Linked DNA regions of Mus musculus: region 2 is linked to region 1. A link is a contact called in public promoter capture Hi-C data. All regions are on one chromosome and are shown on one strand. The core of a region is the stretch at or near the end of the contact, and the rest is flanking DNA. Distances in the headings are between cores, read along the strand shown. Region 1 holds the start of Actl11 (actin-like 11). Region 2 holds the start of Iho1 (interactor of HORMAD1 1).

What was found. Promoter capture Hi-C pulls out the DNA fragments that hold promoters and counts their contacts.
Region 2: a promoter capture Hi-C map of neutrophils shows a contact between it and region 1, with 2.8 times the contacts expected there. The contact joins the promoter of Iho1 here to the promoter of Actl11 in region 1. A contact is called at or near these places in 11 of 39 promoter capture datasets (the 3T3-L1 cell line, the C10 cell line, the HPC-7 cell line and 6 more), 1 of 484 Hi-C or Micro-C datasets (the G1E-ER4 cell line) and 1 of 9 other capture datasets (macrophages).

The regions. Positions count from the first base shown.
Region 1 is chr9:107,927,196-107,929,895 of GRCm38.p6, forward strand. Actl11 (actin-like 11) reads left to right here and starts at 1,274. Exons shown (of 1, transcript NM_026338.3): 1 at 1,274-2,700. The coding sequence starts at 1,285.
Region 2 is chr9:108,430,527-108,433,226 of GRCm38.p6, forward strand. Iho1 (interactor of HORMAD1 1) reads right to left here and starts at 1,300. Exons shown (of 8, transcript NM_001135198.2): 1 at 1,246-1,300.

The DNA of each region.
Region 1 (2,700 bases), core at 24-2,523:
CAACTGTAAACACTATTTTTAACCTCTGTGAAAACATGTTGCTTCGGAGGAGGGCAAGCCTACAGCTGCGTTCTCCACAAACCTCTTTCCTGGGTGGAAAGACTGAGCCCTGAGGGGATCAGAGCCCTGGAAGATAGAGTTAGCAGCCGGCTAGCTCAGAGCTGGAGGAGGAAGGAGGGTTTGATGGCCCGAGGCAGAATGTCCAGTAGTCGGGTGTGAATGACCTGTTCTCTGGCTGCAGAGCTGTGTGGACCCTCAGGGTGGCCCTGGGTCTAAGGGATGATTCCTCCCTATTCCTGTTTCCCCATTAAAGAAAGTGTGCTGGGGCGGGGCAGGGGGGGGGGTGAGAAGGAGGGTTACTGATCAAGCCTAAAAGCTTCCTTTATTTTTTTTAACATGTCTACTCATATCAAGGCTTTGTCTAGCTTGTCTTTGCTATATATACAGTACTGTTCTGAACATACACACTGTGTGTTCAGTCTCCTATTTGCCATGTTCTCATTGTGAAGCTGGCCCTCTTCCTACCAGATCCCCACCATTCCATCTTGTAATTTGTAATTGCCACTTAGTTAACACTACGGCTACTGCATCCTAGCCCTGTGCCTACCGCTATGCTCTCCTTCTGGCCAGGATGAAACTGACACAATGTGACAAGAGCTAGAACATTACAACTTGAAGATTCTGAGGAGAGGCTCCACCTCCACCACCCCCATACCCACTCCTCCAAGATACTGGCCCTGGGCTTCAGGGACATGTGGCTCTGGGGAGGGGGCTCTATGAGGCACAAGCAGAGGAAAACCATCTGGAGCAGCAGAGACTGCCAAGGAGCTGCTGTCCCTGGAGCGGGAGCGGAAGCAGGGAACACAGGAGAGGGGAGCCGGAGGCTGAGTCTGGGTCCCTCACCCTCTTCTGTCTCTTAGACTTAAGTAGTAAGAGGCTTTGCTCTAGCAAAGGGCCCAGTGTCAGAGAAACCCTCCGTCTCCCCTGACTATTCTACTATTCTTCTCCCTTGACCTTACCTTGGCCCTCTCTGAGACACTGCCCTCACTGAGGGGCTGGTCTGGGGTAGAGTGGTCACTGGTTCATAAAGAAGGGACAAAGCTGGCCTACAGAAGTCCTAAAGTCCCCACCTCCTAAAGTCCTCAGGGAAGCCTCCTGTCTTCAGGGGGTGGGGCCCCTGTTATCTCATATGTTGTCACTCTCCAGGTCACTGGGGGCAGTGATTGTGTGGGGTCACCATGGCAATGAAGTGGGGGCAGGGCACCTAGGGCATGGAGCAGGACTATGGAAGACACCAAGAAGGTGGGGGGCCCTGATCCATCGGGCCCCCAGGGCCATCCACTGCCTAGCAGCCAGCAGCTAACGGGTGGCTTCAAAGTGTCCCAGGGACCATGGATGAACCCTAAATCCCTCTACTCGAAGCAAGGGCTGTCACTCTCCACCGGGGCCATCAACTCAACCTCTCAGGCTCCTGCCTCTCAACCCATGCTTCAACTACTCCATAATTCTGCTCAGGTCAACTCCCAGTGTGACTATGCACGGGCCTCCCAGGACACCTCGAGATTCTCTTCTAACCCATACCCAAACCCCGTTGTGGGAACCCAGGAGCATCTCCTCATGGATGATGGGACTCAGACTCTGCCAATGCCCCCAGACAACAACGGCACAGATGACAAAGCCCAGTACAGATTCAACCTCTCCCAGAATCAGTTACAGATTGGGAGGGAGAGCAAGGCTCCAGCTAAAGTCCTGGTAGGCTGGGGCAAAGGAACCTGTAACATTGGCCAGATGGCCTCTGAGGGCTCCAGAAAGAGTCGATGGCTACCCTACTTCCTCTCGGGAGAGAGTGGTGTAGTTGAAGGTCAAGCACCTCTTCTGACTCAGGCTCCAGTCCAAGATCAGAGGCAAGACAAGTGTCCATGTCTGGCTCAGTCTCCCACCCTAAACAAGGCGACTTCTTCACCGTCACTGCCTCTTCCAACCTCAGTGCCAGCTTCTGTCGCAGCTGTCAACGGATTACCAGCACCTGCCGCAGTTAAACCTTACACCTATAGTCCCAACTACCTGACTAATACCACTGCAGCCGCTAAAGACCTGCCTCTTGATCTAAGGAACGGGGGCAACCAATTGTCTGTTCTCTCAGATCCTTCCAAAAAGGACAAAGTATATTTTTTCCTTAAGGAGACTCCTCCCACTCCAACATCTAGTCCAGCAGAATTTTCACCCAAAATCCAGGACCAAGAAGTTGCCAAGGTGCAGGTGCCAATCCAGCAATCTGAGTACCCTGCAAAGAAGTGTCTAGTCTCCAGGCTAGACACCTTAACATCAACCTCAGAGCCTCTAGACTCTTTCAAGATACAGGAGAATAGCCACAAGGTTTGCAGCTCTCATCCAGACAAGCAGCCCCCCAATGCCTGCAACAACAACAACTGCTCTAACGTGCCACTGCCGGTCCTACAAGGAGCCTACAGCAAGCATTCCCTTCCCCAGTCTCCCAGAGGAGTCATACAGAGTCCCATTTCTGGCGCCCCAACCTGCCAGCTCCAGGATGCTGTAGAAGACCATGTGCTGGTATTTGATATGGCCACAGGCAATACAAGGATGGGGTTGTTGTGCCATGATCCCATGGGCTCACGGGCAGTGCTTGTAGGTCTCACACCCAGCCACCCATCAAATCATGTTTCTGATAATACGCTGTCT
Region 2 (2,700 bases), core at 50-2,549, 500 kb after region 1:
ACAGGATTTCACTATGAACCCCAACCTGGCTCTCCTCAGCGACAGATAGTGCTAGGATTACACATATCCTTCACGCTGTCCAGCCTGGGTTTTTTTGGAACAAGGTTCCACTACTTAACAAGAGATAGATAGAACTCCCTATATAGCCCAGGCTGTCCTATTCCAGCTTTGAGAAATGGGGTCCTGGAGTGAAAGCCTTCAACACCTCCCTCCCCACACTCCGTCCTATATCTTCTACATCCCCCCAACACCCCTCCTTTAATGCTGAAAAGGCTAGTTTCTTCCAAAGACTTCTGGTCCCCTTCCACCTAATCGCCAGGTGATTCTTTGCCAAAAGGAATTGTTCACTCTCATATAGTCTGGTCAAGAAGCTTTCTCCAAGGACTAAACACTGGTAAAAATGCTTGCTAGCAACCCTGACTATTCAAGTTCGACCCCGAGATCCACAAGGCTGATCAGAACCAATTCTTGAAAACTGTCTTCTGACCTTCACGAAACTCCCACCCTGCAAATAAGAATAGTTTTTAAAAAATAATAATTGTTTCTATTTTGATGTGTTGTTTGTTTGTTTGTTTTTGTCTTTGAGACAAGATCCTACTCAGTAGCCCTGGCTATCTTAGAATTCCCTTAGTAGACCAGGCTGGCCTCAAACTCAGAGATCTGCCTGTCTCTGTCTCCTGAGTGCTTGGATTAAAGGCGTGCGCCACCACCGCCGCCGCCGCCTGGCTAAAATAATGTTTTAAGAAAACCTCTTTAATCCCAGCACTTGGGAGGCAGAGGCAGGCAGATTTCTGAGTTCGAGGCCAGCCTGGTCTATAGAGTGACTTCCAGGACAGCCAGGGCTACACAGAGAAACCCTGTCTCGAAAAACCGAGAGAGAGAGAGAGAGAGAGAGAGAGAGAGAGAGAGAGAACCTCGAAGCTCCTGGATTATCATTTCTATGTGTTTCCCAAACGGCTTACTTTTTCTTTTTTTCTTTTGTTTGTTCGTAACAATAAGAACAAATTTCCAGCTGCCTCTCTGATTCCCCATTCACTCATTTCCCAGGCTTGCCTCATCGCCCACTTGAAGCTCCAGCCCTGTGAGAGTCTGACGAGAAGCCGAGAGCCTCAGGCCAGGCTTCCAGTGGCCGAGTGACCCTCAAAGGCATCGGGCGACTGGGCCTGCGGGGCCCTAGGTTCCCCAACCACCTCATCTCTTCCCACTCCTCACGCCCCTCGTGACCCACGCACCTCGAGTTCTCACCTCGCCACACGCGACAGCACACGCCTGCCTTCCTGCGGCTTCCTGGGCGCCGAAGAAAGCCCGCCGAGGTGAGGCCCCACCCCCGGGCTGCGCTCACCAATAAGAATGCCGATTCTTGACCCCGCCCCCTTCTGCACGATGCCTGAGGCTTTTTAACGATTTGACAGTGGGCCTGCTTCCCTCCGCCTTAAGCCACAGGCAGCTCGCAGACCCCACGAGCCTGAACCCTCATGTCTGGTTGCTCAGCACAGGCCCTCTCAGGGTCCACTACCCCATCTCACTTCTCACCTAAAAAATGGAGGCCCGGAGGAATGCCCAATGCTGCCTGTGAGGGCCATGTGTAAGGTGGGCGAGGGTGCCAAAGATCAGGATATGGCTAAGCATCTTGCTAGCCTTTGAGTTCACTGTTGTCTGGGTATATCCGAGTAGCCGGAGCATCTGGAGCCAGAGTGAAGAGAGTTGCTATACTCAGACAACAGGGAACTCAAGGGCCAGCAAGATGCTCAGCTTTGCCACCAAGCCCAAAGACCTGGCTTTGCTCCTCAGGATCCACAAAGGTAGAGTTGAGTTCTGAGACCCTTGAACGTTGTGCTCTGACCTCTACGTGTGTGCAGTGGGCATGAGCATAAACTCACACATACACAAAGGCAAAACAGCAAAACAAAGAACAAAATAAAATAAAAATTTAAGCTGGGAAGCGGTCACATGCCATTAATCTTAGCACTCGGGAGGCAGAGGCTGGTGATCTCTGAGTTCGAGGCCAGCCTGGCCTACAGAGTTCTAAGACAGCCAGTGTTACACAGAGAAACCCAGTCTCAAAAAACAAAAACAACAACAACAACAACAAAAAAAAAAACCCCACCATCAACAACAAAGGTAAACCCAAGTAATAAAAATGACAGAACAGTTATCACACCAGTGCCCCTAAACCTCAAATATCTATGCTAAGTAGAAGTCAGACACAAAAGAGTACATATTGTATGGCTCTATTTATATAGAATTCTAAAAAATGTACACTCTCTATAGTAACAAAACAATGGAGACAATTATGGTGTACATCTGGAATCTTAGCACTCTGGGTGGGTGGAGGCAAAAAAAAAAAAAAATCAGAAGTTTAAGGTCTTTTTGGCTACAAAGTGAGTTTGGGACCAGACTGGGATACATGAGTCCCTGTGTCAAACAAAGTCAGGCATGGTATTACATGCCTGAAATCCCAACACTTGTGTAGGTAAGAAGATAGATCCAAGTTCAAAGCTATCCTGGCCTATATATGAGGGGGTTCTAGCTTATCCAAGACTACATAGTGAGATTCTGTCTCAGAGTACAAGCAAAAACTCACAACCTAGTTTGGGGCTTAGAGCTCAGCAGCAGGAAGCATACGCAACATATGGAAGGCCCTGGGTTCCATCATTGGTACAGCAAAAAATAAATTAGCCAAGTATGGTGAGACCTGTA